5 separate regions of the Mus musculus genome follow, and regions 1, 3, 4 and 5 are each linked to region 2. The links are chromatin contacts, called in public ChIA-PET and promoter capture Hi-C maps. All regions are on one chromosome and are shown on one strand. Each heading gives the region's core, a stretch centred on a gene start, on an enhancer-like site or on the middle of the called end of the contact. The rest is flanking DNA. Distances are from core to core; before and after follow the strand shown.

The links. Promoter capture Hi-C pulls out the DNA fragments that hold promoters and counts their contacts. ChIA-PET counts read pairs in DNA pulled down with a chosen protein or histone mark.
Region 1: a promoter capture Hi-C map of hippocampal neurons shows a contact between it and region 2, with 2.0 times the contacts expected there. The contact joins the promoter of Atoh7 here to the promoter of Kifbp in region 2. A contact is called at or near these places in 2 of 39 promoter capture datasets (cranial neural crest and hippocampal neurons) and 1 of 9 other capture datasets (liver).
Region 3: an RNA polymerase II ChIA-PET map of memory CD8 T cells shows a contact between it and region 2, with 20 read pairs. The contact joins the promoter of Dnajc12 here to the promoter of Kifbp in region 2. A contact is called at or near these places in 4 of 39 promoter capture datasets (the C10 cell line, hippocampal neurons, liver and 1 more), 3 of 484 Hi-C or Micro-C datasets (myocytes, pro-B cells and regulatory T cells), 2 of 115 datasets of contacts at active chromatin or transcription factors (embryonic forebrain and memory CD8 T cells) and 2 of 9 other capture datasets (adipose tissue and liver).
Region 4: an RNA polymerase II ChIA-PET map of memory CD8 T cells shows a contact between it and region 2, with 62 read pairs. The contact joins the promoter of Sirt1 here to the promoter of Kifbp in region 2. A contact is called at or near these places in 5 of 39 promoter capture datasets (the SN4741 cell line, cranial neural crest, hippocampal neurons and 2 more), 1 of 115 datasets of contacts at active chromatin or transcription factors (memory CD8 T cells) and 4 of 9 other capture datasets (adipose tissue, embryonic stem cells, liver and 1 more).
Region 5: an RNA polymerase II ChIA-PET map of memory CD8 T cells shows a contact between it and region 2, with 66 read pairs. The contact joins the promoter of 1700120B22Rik here to the promoter of Kifbp in region 2. A contact is called at or near these places in 1 of 39 promoter capture datasets (pre-B cells), 1 of 115 datasets of contacts at active chromatin or transcription factors (memory CD8 T cells) and 1 of 9 other capture datasets (liver).

The regions. Positions count from the first base shown.
Region 1 is chr10:63,098,502-63,102,379 of GRCm38.p6, forward strand. It overlaps Atoh7 (atonal bHLH transcription factor 7), which reads left to right and starts at 1,284. Exons shown (of 2, transcript NM_001364648.2): 1 at 1,284-2,035; 2 at 2,235-2,779. The coding sequence starts at 1,655. The coding sequence ends at 2,243.
Region 2 is chr10:62,576,691-62,580,685 of GRCm38.p6, forward strand. Kifbp (kinesin family binding protein) reads right to left here and starts at 1,767. Exons shown (of 7, transcript NM_028197.2): 1 at 1,274-1,767. The coding sequence starts at 1,687. Ddx21 (DExD box helicase 21) reads right to left here. Exons shown (of 15, transcript NM_019553.2): 15 at 3,557-3,995.
Region 3 is chr10:63,384,641-63,388,306 of GRCm38.p6, forward strand. It overlaps Dnajc12 (DnaJ heat shock protein family (Hsp40) member C12), which reads left to right and starts at 1,923. Exons shown (of 5, transcript NM_013888.3): 1 at 1,923-2,135. The coding sequence starts at 2,058.
Region 4 is chr10:63,337,144-63,340,666 of GRCm38.p6, forward strand. Sirt1 (sirtuin 1) reads right to left here and starts at 1,892. Exons shown (of 9, transcript NM_019812.3): 1 at 1,422-1,892. The coding sequence starts at 1,827. RefSeq lists a promoter at 1,828-2,456.
Region 5 is chr10:63,241,836-63,245,807 of GRCm38.p6, forward strand. It overlaps 1700120B22Rik (RIKEN cDNA 1700120B22 gene), which reads right to left and starts at 2,318. Exons shown (of 2, transcript NR_166111.1): 1 at 2,052-2,318; 2 at 396-1,429. Herc4 (hect domain and RLD 4) reads left to right here and starts at 1,962. Exons shown (of 25, transcript NM_026101.4): 1 at 1,962-2,328; 2 at 3,583-3,613.

The DNA of each region.
Region 1 (3,878 bases), core at 34-2,533, 520 kb after region 2:
TTGTCTTCAAGTTATTCAACTTCATTTCCCCGTCAGTGCTTTAGCTGGGGACTAATAAACTATTTATGGGAAGACGGGGCTTGAAGTCAGGGTGGTGGTGTTGGGGCTGTAGTCTGAGGTACCAGCGGGGTAAACAAGTCCAAGTTAAAAGGCCTCTTGATTTGTATGTAGACGATTTAACTAAACAAAAAAATCTGAGGTTACATCCATGGTTCGAAAGGAGAGAGAGCTTCCTTGGCCCTTCCTGAAATATAGAACTGAAAATATTAGAGCCTGTTTCTTTGCCTTTACACTCCCCTGAAAAACAAGAAACAAGCTGAGACGAGAGGGGATAATTAAAGATTTCTCTGTGTAAATCTAATAATTATCAGTGGTGGAAATCATGTTTTGTTACTGTTCTTGAGGACAGAGGACATAGAACAACACTGAATTGCATGAAATATTTTTAGTGGTATAAGAGACAGGCAAAAAGAAAATGCATTAAGATTTTTTTAAACTCCCCAAATTATTTAGATGTTTCCGTTTTTGCATACACACGTGCATGAAGATGTCTTGTTAAGTTTAAATGGTAAACAATGAAGCGATTAGTTATCATTTCAGTTTGTGGCTCAATATTAATGAACAAGAAAATGAAATAGAGCTGCTGAATAAACCTGTCAAGGCCTTGGAACCCACAGAACATAGTATCGAGGTGAACACTGACACATTTGTATCTTTGGATTCATCTTAAGTTGTTTCACAGAAATTATTCACAGAGTCACATTCCAGGCCTGCAACAGTATTTGGATTTCCTAATTTGTATGAATTTATTTAGTAAATTAAATGAAAATGTTAATACTTTATCGCCGCTTCTTAACAAAGCAAAATCTTGATAACCTTCGGATACGCCCTAGCAATGTTAGAAGCAACATCTTCCCGCAAAATGATTTTTCTACTTAATCATTTAAAAACCCGGCCTTTGTTTTTTGATATGTAAGCTTCCTGCTGGTTTGGGAAAAGATGGACCAGGCTCTCCCTTCACCCCCACCTTCTTATTCTATTGGGGACAGTCAGACCAGGCCACTCCAGATGGTGTGTTAGTTAGCGTTGGACATAGCTTTGGAGACACTTCAACAGACGAAGGCAATGATGTCAGGATTTTGCTGTGCGTCGCCCCCTCCCCCCTGCCGTTCCCAGGGTAGGAAGGTGCTGAGATGGGAGCGGAGGGACGCCCGCCCACCTGCCACCACCTGTTCCCTCCTTGAGCCCTGGGCTATAAATTCTCCTCCCTCATCGCTCTGTCCGACATCTACTGCAAGCTGTCCAAACGCTCCTGACCTAGCAGAGCTTCTGGGAAGATTTCGTCACCCCGAAAAGCAGTCTCAGGCTTTCCCAGAGAACTGGAAAGGCTTTCTATCCCCGACCCCCAAGAACGATCCGCAGCAAACTGCAAGAAAGTTTCCTCCTCGTTCAACTTTACGTGTTTGGGGTGGAGTGGGGAGGAATGACTTTTTCCTGAGCATCACTTCCACTGCATCTGGGCAAGGGAAGGGACTTCCCAGCAGGACCCAAGCTAGGGTCCCACACAGTGTCCTCTGGCCACTGACTGACTGCACGTGAGTCGCTCCGTCTGTGTCTTATTCACTCTTGGGAGTCCTGCAGAGCGGCAGCGTGGATGAAGTCGGCCTGCAAACCCCACGGCCCTCCGGCGGGAGCTCGCGGCGCGCCCCCGTGCGCGGGCGCAGCCGAGCGCGCGGTCTCGTGCGCGGGGCCCGGGCGGCTGGAGAGCGCGGCGCGCAGGCGTCTGGCGGCCAACGCGCGCGAGCGGCGCCGCATGCAGGGGCTGAACACGGCGTTCGACCGGCTGCGCAGGGTGGTGCCGCAGTGGGGCCAGGACAAGAAGCTGTCCAAGTACGAGACACTGCAGATGGCGCTCAGCTACATCATCGCGCTCACCCGCATCCTAGCCGAAGCCGAGCGGGACTGGGTCGGGCTGCGCTGCGAGCAGCGGGGCCGCGATCACCCCTACCTCCCTTTCCCGGGTGCTAGGCTCCAGGTAGACCCTGAGCCCTATGGGCAGAGGCTCTTCGGCTTCCAGCCGGAGCCCTTCCCCATGGCCAGCTAAGCCTCGGGGCCATTTGGGTCTTAGGGGAGAAAACTCAATCACCTTTTCTGCTTAATTTCCTTCCCGTTTCAAACAGGTAGATGAAATGAGTTCATTGCCTCCCTATCTCCACTTCTCTTGTGTTTTGTAGGTTTCATGAGTGGACATCGCGAATGACTTTGGACTGCTGTGAAAATAATGCTCTGTTCCTTTTAGCCTAAGACAACGGGGCTGGGGTCTAGCCGAGTTTGTAGAGGACTTGTCTTGCATGTATAAAAGTGGGGTTGAGCCCCAGCTGCCGCTTAGGCAGAGCACGGTGATGCACGGCCTGTAATCCTAGCGTCATTCAGGAGGTGGAGAAACATATATATTTAAATATTTAAGACCCCATGTCAAAAAAAAAAAAAAGATTGAATAAGACTGGTACTAAACCATCAGACAGTTAGTTACCTTCTTAAACTGTGCAAGTTTGTCCCTATTGGGCGAAGTTGTATTATGTGACTTGTTTATGTTCTGAGCAGCTACCTTGTGGTGTAAATGCATTTATGCTCCGTATATTGTGTGTGCATGCATCAGATAGAGTAAGACTTTTTTTTCCCCCCTGGGGTCGAGGGTTGGGGAGCTGGTAGAGTACTTGGGTATGAGCGCTCTGTATTTTTTTAACTGTACACATTAAAATATAGATTTTGTAAAATACTAATGTGAGTGTGTTTTGAACTTACACATATTCTACTAGTTTCCTAGAGACACTCAAGAGCTATTGGGAGGGGTGATGTTGAATGCGTCCGGGTATAGACAGGGAGTGGTTTTATTCCTCCCAAGCCAGTGTGGTGGCTCACCTTACAATCTCAGCTTTCTCAAAAATAGGCAGGAGAATCACCCTGGGTAACATTAAGCTAAATTGAAATAACATGTAGCTATCAGGTACGAAGATATTTAATATTCAATATTTTAGTTTCCTTACTAAATTATCTTATAAGTATCCAGATACATCCATTCTAACAAGTGTGCAGGAACATCCACACACACAATTGTACACATCTGCAGATGCTGATGCATAGCCACCCAGAAGAGTATTCCTGTTTCTATAACAACAGGAAAATTAATGTTGCTTGTGGAAGTGTTTTCCTTATAATTTACGATTTGAACAGTGAAGGCTTCACTACCATCATGGTCAAAAGAGAGTGTCTATACACACGGAATGGATTTAGATCGCTTTAACAAGTTTGCTGAGCCACGAACAGATGAAAGCCTTCATCTAGAGAGGCTGTGCTCAACAATACTGTGTGAATTGGGGGAAAAGCCTGTTCACAGTTAGAAAAAACAGGACACTGAAGTTATCAGTGCATTTGGAATCTGTCACAAGTCAACAAAAGCAACAGCTCCCACATCTTCTGAGTATGGATTCCAAAGCCCAGCTACCAACACAGCCTGTATGTTAAATAAATATATAGGACATCTCCATCAGAATGGTTGCTTAACAGCATTTGCCAGGGATGTGGCACAGGGGGTAGAGTGCTTGCCTAGCCTGGCCCTGGGTTCTATTCGCAGTTCTATATGAAGTGCCTGCAATCCCATCACTCAGGAGTCGGGGCAGGAGGGTCAGAAGTTCCCAGGCATCCTTAGCCACATGGTGAGTTTGAGACCAACCTGGGCTACATGAGGCGATATCGTAAAAAAATAATCCAAAGTCTAACTATTATGGGTCCCCTGGAAGGCTGTTGAGGGGTCTCCCCTTTCACCTGATGCTGTTAATAAGATAATAGTGATGGCTCAGGATTCTTCACTGAAGATT
Region 2 (3,995 bases), core at 517-3,016:
TAAAGGCGTGCACCACCATCACACTGAAGTGTTGCTTGAACTGAACCCCTTACTAATGTCTTTAGCTCCCAAACAAACATGGAAAATATCCCTATCTGTGCCACCTGCTGGAGCTGTGAGCAAAAGGGACAGGCAGTGCCTGTTAGTATTTGGCTTTTAATTTTATTGAGCCATCATAAAAGAATATGGCATACCATTTTCTTCTAAGTTTTGAGACTTTCCTGAAAGGCCTACCTACCCAACAATCAAGCTTAGTAAATATTCCCTGGTACACATATCTGGACTGGAGGATGAAACCATCTATAACCCTAAGAAAGTAACCTGGCACAACAGAGTCCGACATTATCTGTCTTTTTTCCCCCATAGTGTGGAGATGAAACCTGGAGCACTAGGTAAATGCTGTACCACTGAGCTACACCCAAGGGCCTGGAAAACTCTACCCACTATTTGAATTTTGAAATGTTATGTTCTCCAGAGCAGAAAGTCGCACTTGCTGCTTATAAAAATGTAAAGGATGGAAGGTGAGATCAGTTTGGACCAGATAGAGTTAGTCCAAACAAGAGTTCCGATAACCTCAGCAGGGAGGCTGAGGTGGGGGGATCATGGGTTAAAGGCAGCCTGGGCTACAAGACTCTGAAAGGAAAAGGGGGAGGGGGTCCTAGCACTCAGGAGGTGAAGACAGTCGAAGTTAAGCATTGCAGACACAAATGGATGTCTAAACACAAACAAAAAATAAAAAGTTATTAAAAGGTTGTCGAGACAGTTTAAGGAAAAGGTACGAATTCCTTGCTGAGCAAACAAGATGAATGTGGTAAAGAATAAAGTTTTAAGATTTTGGCCATTAACAACAACAACATTTAAGATTGGATCATTCTTGCGATCCCTTGTCCTGTTCATTCCATTCGAATCCCGTTGGATTATTTCTTCACAGAATGAAACTAAGCTTGTCATTGGGTTGGGAGGCGCTGATTCGGACGCTTAGGTTTTCTGCCCAGGATTACGGAAAGTAGCAAGTGAGGCTGGAGTAGGCGGCGAGAACTCAGAGGGAGTTGGTAGGCAGATGGAGGGTAGGTGTTATGACAAATTAAAAGGGACTAAACTTCGCTATGAAACCCAGGCTAGCCAAGAACCCAAAGCAATCCTCCTGCCGCAGCCTCCCTAGTACTGGAATTTCAGGCCGGGTGTTGTGCAATGCTGGGGACTGAACCAACTGAGAGACGTGCGCAGCCAGGAGGAGCGTTTTGGATGCAGAACTCCCGCCTCAGCATCTCACCTGCGCCTGGATGTAGAGAGACACACAGCCGAGCGACAGGCGGTAGGGGCGCAGCAACGACAGGCACCTGACCAGATGCTCCTCGCCGGCAGACAGTTCCTCCGTGTCGATGTGGTTCACACCAAGGTGGAACTCGACCACCGCGAGGCGCAGCGCCCGCTGCGCTCCGGGGCCCTCAGCCTCCCGGGGCTCACCCGCGCCCAAGGCCTGGTCGCCCGGCCCATCGTCAGCAGCCGGCTCGTCCTCGTCCTCGGGCGCCGGGCCCAGCAGCGCGCGCACCTCCTCCAACAGCGCGCGCGCGCCGTACTTGGACTTGTACGGCTCCTTCTCCGGGTTCTTGTGCAGCTCCACCCGCGACAGGGCCAGCGCTGCCTGGAACTTCTCGCGGATCTCTGGCCCCGGAGCGTTCGCCATCGCGGCCTGAGCTGACGGCCGCCTCCCCGTCCGTGGACCAGCAGCCACTGGAGGCCTCCGCGTTGCGACACTTCATTTACGACGTGTCGTGACTGTGGAGCGCCGACCAATGAAGTCGGTAGAGGGGAGCGCTAGACGCTCGGCAGCAGCCAATGGGAGGATGTTCTGGTCGCCACAACAGCCGTCGTCAAGGAAACGAAGCTGTCAGGGAATACAGAGCCTTCCGCTGCTACCCTTGAGCAGTATGGCTTCTCCTGCTTCATCCCAAAATGTAGTTTATACAAAAATGTTCAGAATCAGAATGATTCTTAGGGGTAAGGTACTAGCCTATCGTAAAGTCAATCCCTAGCTTAAATGAAATTTAACACTAACATCTTTCGATAACTGCTCAAGTTCATAGGCAAGAATCTTTCACCACTAATGTATTACGCTATCACAGTTAAAAATTATAGTTGTAGGAAACTACAACCCAGGTACCCAGGTCTCAGGGATCAAATTCAGATCCTCAGGCTCAGCCTCCGCAGCCTTTACTTACTAGAGCCACCTCACACCACCACCGCCCAGTCCCTGAAAATTCTATAAAGGCTCTGAGCTAGGCATGGTGCCAATTATCTGCAGGCTGACACAGGGGCCAGTGTTGATATGTATTGTAATGCTAAATTCTGTAGCCTATGATTAAATTCTCATGCTTACCAGCTTTTGTTGTACAAACTTTATTCCTTAATTTAAAACTTAATTTGGTTAAATAAAAATGGCTACAGCTAGCCGGGCGTGGTGGCGCACGCCTTTAATCCCAGCACTCGGGAGGCAGAGGCAGGCGGATTTCTGAGTTCGAGGCCAGCCTGGTCTACAAAGTGAGCTCCAGGACAGCCAGGGCTATACAGAGAAACCCTGTCTCGAAAAACCAAAAAAAAAAAAAAAAAAAAAAAATGGCTACAGCTGCCGGGCGTGGTGGCACACGCTTTTAATCCCAGCACTGGGGAGGCAGAAGCAGGCGGATTTCTGAGTACAAGGCTAGCCTGGTCTACAAAGTTCAGGACAGCCAGGGCTACACAGAAATCCTGTCTCGAAATAACAAAAACAAACAACAAAGGCTACAGCTAATAACTGCAGGGATCAGAGGTAGGTGGGTTTCCTTGTTGAGCATTGGAGAGAGTAGAACAAGAGCCAGGAGAGATGGACCATGAGCACACGGCAGGAGAAACAGCAATTACTTGGGGGAACACTGCTGGGAAAGAAGCCAGGTCAGCAGTTGGAAAAATAGATTAGAGATTATCCCCCAGTAATTGTCAAAGCCAAATAAAATAACCATAGTGTGAGTCTCACTTATTTGTAAGCTGGTCAGGGATAAGCTCAGAATTGGTTGTGCTACAAGTCTACATAGTTCCAAGACAGCCAGAGATACACAGTGAGATCTGTCTTGAAAACATTTATTAAATGTAAAATTATTTTAAGTCTTAAAATGTATGTACATACATATTGAAAGGTAAACATAGGATGTTAGGGGAAGAGAGCAATTCACAAAACTTGAATGGATGATTCAAGAAATGAACCTGTAGAAAATGGCCCACTGAAGGGCTGGGGGGATGGCAGTGACTGCTCTTCCAAGAGGTCCTGAGTTCAAACCCCAGCAACCACACGGTGGCTCACAACCATCTGTAATGGGGGATCCGATGCCCTCTTCTGGTGTGTCTGAAGACAGTGAAGGTATGTTAACATAGGATTGCGTTCATTTTTATGACAATTTAGCCAAGGCTAACTCCCCGTTATAACCTGATCTGCTTTAATGCAGTATACACAAAAGGCAAGCCAAGCTACTAGATTTACAGACCTAGCAGTCACTGCTATAAAATAAAAGCCACCAAGAACTAAATATAAAGCATCGGTATCTTTATTATGGCATAATGCAGTACTTTATACAGCAATTCATTTTAATGTAAAAACATTTTATGTACAGTTTCAGGAAAACATACATAGACAGCTGGAACATAAAAACAGGCTGTAATTTCAAAGTCCAGATTTATTTGATAAAGTGGAAAATATTTTCTCTGTAGAAAATAGTAAAAATGATAACATTTCCCAACAAGCCCATTTAAACCAAATAATAGTTGAATTATACATATAAATATTGCTTAGTTTCTGCAATCCAAAAGAAACTTCATTTGTTTGAAAAGTCATGTTTCATTTAAATTGTGTCAATTGGAATTCTTCCCTTCTTCCCCTTCACTGTTTGGTTTATGACAGATCATTTTTCTATAGGGTAACCCATTAATTCAAAATGTCTTTTAGCCTTTCCTCCTGCAAGCAG
Region 3 (3,666 bases), core at 673-3,172, 810 kb after region 2:
GGCAGTGTGTGTGTACACCTTAGTGCAGATGTCCTTGGAAGCCGGGAGGTGTCGGATCTCCTGGAGCTGGAATTAGCGAGGTGCTGGGCACTGGAAACTGAACTGAAGCTCTCTGGAAGTGCAGCAAGTGCTTCTCACCGCTAGCCATCTCTTCAGTCCCTGATTTCTGAATCAATGATCTCAGGGTGCCACATGCCTTTAATCCCAGCACTTGGGAAGCAGAGGCAGGAGGGTTTCTGAGTTCGAGGCCAGCCTGGTCTACAGAGTGAGTTCTACAGAGAGTAGCCAGGGCTACACCCCGTCTCGAAGAAACCAAAACCAAAAACAGAATTAATGATCTCTTCTCAGTCTCCTCTCCTTGTCCCTTCCCACTTCCCCTGTTCTCCCTCCCCGTCCCCCTCCCCTCTCTCCTCCCCTTCTCTCCCCTCTCTCCCTTCCCTTCTCCTCCCTTCCCCTCTTCCCCTCCCCTTCCCTTTCTCCTTTCCCTAGGGCCTGGCTGGTGGCAGTCAAAAATGCTGGCCACCGGGCTACATCTACAACCGCCCCAAATTACATGCTATTTTAGACACTTGGAAAAGTATCTTTCTAATTGACCAAATCTTAAAAACTTGCTTCACATTTTCTTCTGTCTCTTAAAAAAATAGGTTAAAAAAAAAACTATCCAAGTAACAGAGGTACAATAAATTAGTAACAGTTTTACACTAAATTGTCAAAACTGACTTCCGATTAGCTAATAGGAAAAAAAAAAATCACCATGTCAATACTCAAACTCCACCGAGGCACATAGGACCTCACAGAGACTGTGAGAGCACACACAGGCCTGTCCGTGTTCAAGCCAGATGAGGTCCCAGCACTGAGAGGGGAAGTAGAGATGGCCTCCCATCCCTAACCAACAAGCCATCTTCAGTTGATATCATCAAGGAAAAAGTAGTTCTCTGTAGCGGGGTCTCACTGGGTATATTAGGCACACTTAAGGGTGGGCTCCGTGCCCAGCAGGAAACGGGTAACACAGAACAAACTCAATGGTATTTTTTAAAAAAGATTTATTTATTTATTATATGTAAGTACACTGTAGCTGTATTCAGACACACCAGAAGAGGGCATCAGATCTCATTATGGATGGTTATGAGCCACCATGTGGTTGCTGACAATGGTATTTTTTAAAGCCTTTTTGTTTTATATTGCATAAAAAAAAATTACTGGCCTTCTGCTGGTATGTTATGGTTTCCCAGTTTGTGTTTTTAATTTTTTTTAAAGATTAATTCATTCATTTTATATATGTGAGTACACTGTAGCTGTCTTCAGACACATCAGAAGAGGGAGGGCATCAGATCCCATTACAGATGGTTGTGAGCCACCATGTGGTTGCTGGGAATTGAACTCAGGACCTTTGGAAGAGTAGTCAGTGCTCTTAACCGCTGAGCCATGTCTCCAGCCCGTGTTTTTAATTTTATAGATTTTGTTTGCATGTGTTTCTTCCATTATTTTTCTCTAAATTCTTTTATTTTAGTTTTTAAAATTTGTTTTCTAACGAGAGAAGGGGGAAAAAAAAAGGCGAGATGTTGGGTGAGTGAAGGAGAGGGGAGGATCTGGGAGGAGTTGGGACCGGGGAACCATAATCAGAATATATATTGTATGAAACAAATTTTTTCAATGAAAGCAAAAAGTAAAGAGCAAACCAAACCAAACCAAAACAACATCAACGACAAACAATAGCATCACCAGCAGCAGCAGCAGCAGCAGCAGCAGCAGCAGCAGCAGCAGCAGCAGCAGCAGCAGCAACAACAACAACAACAACAACAACAACAACAACAAAACACAACAGCAACAAAAAACCCAACAGCAACAACAAACCCCAAACTACAGATCCCAGCAGCCCCGCATGGCAGGCTCGATCCTGGGCAAACAGCCAATGAGAAGCTGTGTTTGCAAAGGGCTGGCTTGACGTCTGGGTGCTCGCTGGTTTGGAAAGTCCTGCTGAAATGTAAAGAGCTTTGCTGTCGCCCCGGAGCTCACAGTGTCGGTGGCGTCGGAGAGGACTGACTCATCCGCTGTAAATGGACGCGATACTGAACTACAGGCCGGAGGGCAGCGAGGACTACTACGCCTTGCTGGGATGCGATGAGCTCTCCTCGGTAAGCAGGGTTGCAGGTTCTCACCAGGTCGCCTTTGAGATCAGCCACGTCTCCTGGAACTCCAACCTCGTACCATTTGGAAGGAGTTTCGGCTCGGAGAAAGTGAAGGATTAAAATGCTTGCTGGTTAATTTGAGGAAAGGACTCCGAACTTCAAAGTATTAGCTGGGAGAGGGACCACATACAGTTTTTATTTATTTAGAGCAGCGGTTCTCAACCTGTGGGTTGCTACGGACTTGGGGTCGCATATCAGATATCCTGCACATCAAATATTTTTAATTACAATTCATAAACGCAGCAAAATTACAGTTATGAAGTAGCAACGAAATAATTTTATGGTTGGGGGTTACCGCAACGTGAGGAACTGTACTAAAGAGTCGCAGCATTAGGAAGGTTGAGAGCCACTGCCTAAGTAAAGGCTGCGATTTAGAGCTCAGGAGGCGGGGCCCCCTGTCTGTAGTCTCCTCGTTCAGAGAAAGTCTCATGGATTTTATAGTACCATTATAACCTCAAATGGTATTAAATACCATTATAATTTCAAATCAAATCAAGTTAGATGTCATATCTGGTGGGAGATTTTTCTTTTAAAGAAAGTAATGCTTCCCTTAGACATCATATACTTGAGACAAATGTGTTATTCTTTTTTTTTTCGAGACAGGGTTTGTCTGTATAGCCCTGGCTGTTCTGGAACTCACTTTATAGACCAGGCTGGCCTCGAACTCAGGAATCCGCCTGCCTCTGCCTCCCGAGTGCTGGGATTAAAGGCGTGAGCCACCACGCCCAGCCAAATGTGTTATTCTTTTAAAGACTTATTATTTTTGTTTTATGTGCATGCATGCATGCCTGTATGTATATATGTATGTGCATTTGGGTTCTATTTGGCTGAGTAGGGATACTTACTCTGTCATATAGCCTGCATTACTTTTTTGTTTGTTTTGTTTTGTTTTTGTTTTTGAGACAGAGTTGGCTTGGAACTCACCATCTCAGCATGTAGATCAAGTTGGCCATGGTTCACAGACATAACTTGCCTCTGCCTCATAGGTGATGGGATTAAAGGCATGTGCCACCATGCTTAGCCACAAAGCCAATTTTTTTTTAAACATCGATAGTTATAATTAGTTTAAAGAAATATCCTACTACACATACATTTTTATTTAAAAATTATGTTTTATTCGTTGAACCTTTGTATGTTGGGTTGGACCAGATCTTTGGTTCAAGAGTCACTTAAGACACCAAGATGGATGACCTGTGTACTGTAATTCTAAGGGCCGATCCCCCAAATAAAACAAACAAAACCAACCCCCCAAAACTATGCTTACTGCAGTCCCTTTTGCATGACAGTTCCTTAGTTCTTACTCTGAATTAAGCCTTGCTTTGGCTTCATTGAGGCTATGGTAGTCTGTTTCTCTAGATAAGCCACACACTGTGGAGCTAAATTCTTGTCTCATTTCAGATTTTCTCCGTAGACAAGTTTTTAGTATTAGAATTCTGGGTCAAAGACTAGAGATAGAGGTTTTTCATATATATACATA
Region 4 (3,523 bases), core at 642-3,141, 760 kb after region 2:
CCCTGCGGTCCACACCTGCAATCCCAGGTACTTTGAGGCCCGTTTGGCCTGTATGGTGAGACACACACAGGTTCTTGAGACAAAAACAAAAAACCAGAAAGGCACAGAAGCACACACATCTGTAACTCCAGCACCTGGAAGGCACAGACATTGGAAACCAGCCTGACATATATAAAATAGTGAGTTCCGGACCAGCCTGGGCTAAACAGGGACCCTACCTCAAAAAATCCAAAATGAAGACACACACACACACACACAAATAAAATCTGTGTAGCCCTACAAAAGCAGCTCAGGGTTCCATGCCCAGGACAAAGAAATACAACTTCATGAAATGCATCAAATAGAAATTACTTCTAAATATCACTGAGATAAAAATCAATCCCTGGCTGTGTTCTCACTGCCCCAACCAGAGAAAGTCTCTTTCCGTAGCCCTTTCAAGTAGCAATCTACCTGCTTCAGCCACTGGGTGTTAGTAAATGTATGATTTAAAGAACACGAAGCATACTTTATGCGACTTGTTTCCCCTTTAATACCTGACATCAAGGGTCATTTCCTATTTCAGTCCCTAACACGTTTTGTTGTTTTTTAATTCATGGCACCATTATACGAGCCACAAACATCTACAAGGGCACTGACAGACTCTGATAAATTCTGTACAAAGCTTTTCAGGAAGACGATAAGTGGCATTATTACAAAAACAAAACAAAAAAGTAACCCAAACGTTTGGCGTCAATAGGGCAAAACCAAGCAGGTTTGTTTCAGGTTTGTTAATCTAAAAATGTTGCGAGCATGATTTTGAAAGGAAAAGAAAACTTACGAAAGTACAGTACAACTATAACTCCTCTATATCGAAGTGATAAATGCAATCGCAGAAAAGCAACATTTTTAGGAATAGCCATTTCCTTACATTTTTTAGACTGTGTCTCAAGAAATAGCTTTGGTGTATTAAAATTTCTAACTTCAAAAAAAGACATAGGTCTATCCAAAAAAGAAAAAAAAAAAAAAAAGCAACACAGGTGTCAGTTTGCAAAACGAAATCGCATGTCGATCCACGGGACAGCCCCAAAGTCGCAAAGCAAAGTGTGCAGTGAGGAAAACTATAACTTCACTAAAGGCGCATCGGGAGGGAAACCAAACCGAGGGAGGGAAAACTTCACTCTAACGCCAAACTGCGAGAACCGCGGTCCCGGCGACTGCGCGCAGCAGCGCAAGGCGGCCCAGGCGAGCGGCGAGTCCGCGCGCGGCTCCGCAGCAGGGCCGGCGAGCTCGGCGGCGCGCGGCCGAGCCAGGGCCGAGCTGCGCCGCTGCCGCCGCCGCCGCCGCGGAGCCCGCGGAGCTCTCGGGGCCCTGGGCAACCTGGGACCGGGTCACAGGCGGGGACGCGGAGGGACGCGGCTGCGCGGCAGCGCGCGCGGACTCACCTCGGTAGCCGATCGCTGCCGCCGCCGCTGCCGCCGCCGCCTCGTCCTCCTCCTCGCCCTCGTCGTCGTCGAAGTCGTCAGCCGCCCTCGGCTCCCGCCGCAGGCCGGACCCATTGTCTCCGTCCCCGGCCACGGCCGTCGCCGGGGCCTCCCGCTCCGCGCTCGCCGCCGCCCCTGCCGCCTCCCGCCACAGCGCCGCCGGGGCCGCGGCGCTCGCCGCCTCACACCCCGCGGCCGCCGGCGCCACTGCTGCGCTCGGCTCGCCCGGGCTGCGCCCGAGGCCAGGCCCGTCTCGGCGGGGCCTCTTGCGGAGCGGCTCGTCCGCCGGCTGCGACGCGGCCTCCATGGCGGCCGCCGCGGAAGGGGAGCCGGCGGCCTGAAGGGCGAGCGCCACCTCGTCCGCCATCTTCCAACTGCCTCTCTGGCCCTCCGCCCTCGCCTCCTCTGCTCCGCTCGACGCGCGGCACTGGCGCCCCCGCGGCTCGGCTGCGGGAGATTTAAACCCCGTCACGTGACCCGCCCCTCCCCGCCCCCGCGCCTCTCCCGCCACCCACGCGGGCCGGACCACAACACGCCGGGTCACGTGGCCGGGCGCCGCCCGCGGCCTGGGCCCTTCCCGGCCCCACCCAGGGCGGCTCGGCTCCCCTCAGCGGCCTCTGGCGCCTCCCGCCCGCCCGACCCGTTCGCTCGCTCGCTCGCTCGCTCGCTTGCTCGTCCGGGATCGCCGCGGTGGTTCAAGTTTGCGATGGCGCCGCCACTTCCCACCTGGGCCTCACGCGTGCACCTTGCCTGCCTGCGCCTCTTCGCCTCAAGTCGGCTTTTACCTCAGGGGCTCTGGAGAGCCCAACCTGGCCGACGCCGGCCTTCCTGAGGAGAACTCCTCCACCTGCCTTGCCCTTGCTCTGTGACAGCTCTTCCTCAGGTTACCCCTGTGGTCTCTCCTCAGGAAGTTTGCGCTCTCTCCCAATCTCCCTTCTCAAGTGCAATGGAATGCCCAAGCCAGCCCTCGGGGCCTGTTGCCCTCCTGGAAAGATCTGGCGATTGAGGACCCGCCCTATCTGCTCTCTGGACCCACCAGGTCCTCTGTACCTCGCTTTAGTCTTTGGTAAAATTCATCTCTTGGGGCAGCAAGAGAGAGGACAGAAGGGAGAGTGGTTGGTTCTCCACAAACTTCTGTGTTAAGAGTCAGATTGGGCCTGGGCTCTTGTGACTTGGGCGATTGACTGAACCTTTTCTAAGCCCAGTTTTTAATCATCTCTAAAATGACAGGGCCAGGACCGAAAGAGACTGTAGCTCAGTTGTAAAGTCACGCTTGCCAGACAACCCCGAAGCCCTAGAGAGAGGGAGGAAGGAGGGTAAGTTGAAGGTAATCTCCAACTACTTAGGAAGTTCAAAAAAGGCCTGGAATACATAAGACCTCGTCTCAAAAACGAAATTTAAAACGATAGACCATGAGAAATCAGCTAGTCAGGTTTAAAGTAAATGACATTAGTTTTAAAATCCTAGGCAGTTGATGGTGGCACAGGCCTTTAATCCCAGCAAGCTGGAGGAGACAGGAGGAGGTTCACTAGGACAGCCAAGGCTACACAAAGAAACCCTGTCTCGAAAAAATAATCTTACTTCTAGAATTGTAGAAATGGCTCTGTAGTTAACAGCACTTGTTGCTCCTGCAGAGGCCCTAGGTTTGACTCCCATCATCCACATGACAGCTCATACCTTCAGATCTGACACCTGCTTTTGGTAAACACAGACATGTATGGAGCCAAAAGACCCAAACACATAAAAATCCTCTTTGTTGTTGTTTTATGAGTTAGGGTTTCTCTGTGTAGCCCTGGCTGTCCAGGAACTCTGTAGATCAGGCTGTCCTTGAACTCAGAGGCCACCTGCCTCTGCTTCTTGAACTGCTGGGATTAAAGATGTACACCAGCAAGCCCAGCATAAAAATACATATTTAAATAATTTTTTAAATAATCCTTAGTTCCTTCACAACTCTAAGCCCCTTCACTTTCTAGTTACCATGAAATTCTGAGCACCTGTATCCATTTGGATCATTAGGGCTCAATTGCACATGGTTCAATTACAGTGGGGTTTCCCCAGATTTT
Region 5 (3,972 bases), core at 1,068-3,567, 670 kb after region 2:
CCATACATGCTCCTCCCCACAGTTAACCTGGCAATAGCCAGGTAGGCCTGACCCACTATAAAAGAGGCTGTTTGCCCCCTGTGCTCTCTCTGGCCTCTCTCTCTTGCCCTCTTTCTCCCTCCCTCTCCCCATTCCCTTCCTTTCTCTCTCCACACAGTTATGGCTGGCCTCTTCCTCCCTCTCTCTCTCTCTCTCTCTCTCTCTCTCTCTCTCTCTCTCTCTCCTTTCTCTGCCTCTACAACCCTCTAACTCCCCTCCCCATGCCCTGAATAAGCTCTATTCTATACTCTACCCTTGTGCGGCTGGTCTCTCAGGGGAAAGGGATGCCTTGGCATGGGCCTGCTGAGGTACCCCCTCCCCCACACCTCACCTCACCCCCATTGAACATATATTAATACTTCTTTATCTTTTAATAAACACATCAGTAACCATCTCCTAATCTGAAACATACTTTTAAATAAAAACAACCAACCTGTGTACTGTGGTTGACTACACAGATTGTTAACATTCATTCAAAAATACCAGGCTCAGCCCGGTGTGGTGGCGCACGCCTTTAATCCCAGCACTTGGGAGGCAGAGGCAGGCGGATTTCTGAGTTCGAGGCCAGCCTGGTCTGCAAAATGAGTTCCAGGACAGCCAGAGCTATACAGAAAAACCCTGTCTCGAAAAACCACAAACAAACAAACAAACAAACCCAAAACAAACAAACAAACAACCAGGCTCTAGTATGGTTGGTATAAGCCAGGTGCTATGGCCTACACCTGCAATCTTAACCATTCTGAAGGGAGGGTCCACAAGTTTGAAGACAGCCAAACTTAGCTTTAGTGCCATGCTTAGCTGGCTAAAGCACCCAGTAAAGCCATAACGCTGTGTAAAACTAACTACTATACAGTTTCAAAACTGCGTTTCAAGGTCTCTTTTTTTTAAAATGAGGCTGTCATTTTATTTACACCTATCCTCTGCTGGAAAGGTCTTGAGCTTCCTTCACTCTAAGCTAGCAGTACAGTTGTTTAGCATGGGACTACCCCCCGCCCCTCCCCACTTCTTCACGATTGACACACACTCAGAGATTGATAGCTACGGAGTTTCCTCCTAAGGATAAAGAGAGCATGGAACCTCTGTTTAAAAGGTTAAAATGTCAGCAAGCTACTCCATGCTCTTGGTCTTGGCGGCTTACCGAGCAAATCTTTTTCTTGTTCCAACAAATTGTCCTCCATTCATTCACTGGGTCCTTTTTTGAGACCACAACACACACAGATTTAGTATCAAGATGATGTTAAAATTGGCCTGTGAAATCTGGATTTCGTTTTCATGAAGCAGGAACTGTAGCTGTAAGCCCTGTTTTTCTCTGAGTGAAAGAGTTTGGGTAATTTAACCTCGTATCTTCCAAGAAGTTAGCTGAAAACGTGAGCCAACACTGTTCCGGAACCTGAAGCAAAGATGTTGACATTCAGTAAGATTAGACTAAGCCATTGCTCCATTGCTAGCAATATATCTTACATGTTCAAATTAGGTTCAGATGAGTTTAAGGGTTTAAAATGAGTCATCATCGGCTTTTCTAACCGTATTTGTGATGGTTTCGTCTGCTACTTCAAAACCAAAATTAGGAAAGGTAGAATAAAATTATGAAAAGGCTAAAACCCTCCAAGCAGAAAGACAAACCAAAATGAAATTTTCACTTGTCAACGCCGAAGCATTGTTAAAAACACACGGACAAGAACAAAAAAAAAAAAGAAGAAGAAGAAGAAGAGGAAGAAAGAAAATACATTTGACAGCTTCTAGCCCTAGCCGGCTGCATTAGCGTCTTAGAGCAGGGAACCGCAACACTGCGCAGGCTCCTGGATCAGACGAACCCTGGGAGGTCTCCCGCGCAGGCGCACGAATGGGGAAGTGGGCGGGGTCGCGCATGCTCCCCGGCTCACTTCCGGCCAGCCCCTCCCCTCCCCCCTCCCCCGCGAAACCACCGCCCCTCTCCCTTGTCGCCTGGCTCTCCCTCGTCGCCAGCCTCTCCCTCAGCTCTCTCCACCCCTCGTGGTCTCCGCCCTGCTCACCGCCAGCCCTTCCCCTCCCGCTCCATCCGGGTCGCTGACGGCTTGTCTCTCGGTCCGGAGAGTGCTGGCGGCAGCGTTTCTCGGAGGAGCCTGGGAAAGTTTCACGGGCGAGCCGGGCAGCAGAGGCAGCGGAGCTGCGGTCGGGGACGTCGGAGGAGCCGTGGTAATCGCCGCGGCCGGCTGAAGGAGGAAGGTCTTGGGAGCTGGAGAGCCGCCCAGAGGTCCAGGGAGCGTCCGTCCTCCATCGCTTAGGGCTCTCCCTGCCCTGAGAGACCCGGTGAGTCGTTGCCCCCCGTGGGTTCGGGGTAGTGTGACGGAGGCGAGCTCCGCTGGGGCCTTGGGGAAGGGCGCCAGCGTCCTCAACGTTTTCCGGGGCCGGAGTGGTGCACCGCCCTCGGGGAAAGGGTCTCCCTGGGGCCGAGGCCGTGGGGCTGAGCCCGGTGGGGTGAACCCTCTCCCCGGCTCGCCCATAGGTAGCTGCGGGAGTTTGGCTGGCCGGCCCGTGAGGCTGGGTGTGTGCAGACCATTCCTCTGCCCCGGGCCGCGGGAGCTGATCGTGAGGTGCATGGTCAGAGAAAGAGGAAACCAAACTGCCTTGCGTTCTCCTACCTGTTGCTGGCGAGAGAACGTCTTTCCCATACTGGTTCTGACTTTTTGGAGGAAAAAAAAAAGGGTACCCAAACGAAGCGCATTGAAATCGGAGCTATGTTCCTGTCTGATGCTAGCCTTGAAAACACAGAGAGAGAGATAGGGAAAGACAATGCAGAACTCTCTGGAACTTTCGAGTTTTGGTGTCCCAAACTTTTTCTGATAGGAGTGGAGTGAGACAGCTTCGGCACTTTCTAAATAAACATAAATGCAAGAAAATTATGTTTTGAAACCTCAGATTCAGCGAAAGGAATTTAGGTGATTTTGGACAGCAAGGATAAGACTGACTTCTATTAATGCTTCTTAATGCACCATGCTTTTTAAAGAAATGTAAAGGGTTTTTTTTTTTTTTTTAATGTTAATGGAGGATTCCCTCACTTGTTTGTGCACCATGCGTGCCCGTAGTGCAGGAAGCCAGTAGAGGGCGTAGGATTGATTCCCTGGGAGGAGTTACACACAGAGAGCAGCCATGTGGGTGCTGGGAATTGAATCAGGATCCTTTAAAAGAGACATCTCTCAGCCCCTTAATGTATGTCTTTCAAGCGCAGAAGTTATATAGATTTTCCTATCAAAAGTTAACCCTGCCTCCAACCTGGTCTTGTTTGGAAAAAAAACTCAGCAGTCCTGTGATTGTTTTTCATCTTTAAGTAATTTTCCTAGAGGTATGTATTATAATCACATTGATTTGGTTTTAAAATTAAATTAGTAGAGTGAGTTCTCGACCTTAGCATTTTGACTTATAAAATGGAGTCGATTGTTTGAAATTACGACTTGATAATTTCTAATTTTGTACATAGCTTATTAGTACAAATAATGAGAATAGTCTACTTTAAATTGTTATTTTTTTTCTAAAGTTCCATTATTGTTTTTATTTATGTTACAGATAAGAACTTCCATTTTCTGTTGATGTGGAGGTAGGTATCAGATTGTTCTGTGGGGGACTGGAAGATTATGTTTCTGCAGTTGGCTGGATACTTGCTTGTTTGGGCATTGGACACATGCCTTATTTACTGTTCTCATTAAATGTATGTAAACACGAAAACCTAATTTCATTAGAGTACTTATATAGCAGAGTTAAAGCCAGTTACTGTTTTAAGTTTTGCAAAGAATAGTAGAAGGTGATGTCATTTCCTAAACATTTGTATATGGCCCTTTAAAACTGAGAGAACTGACTGTCACCCCAAGCATATTATAAGTATTAAACAAGTGCAGTCCTCATTTTAGCTTAACACTCGATGAGAGAGCAGCTTGCTTTGAGGTCTTACTAACTTTT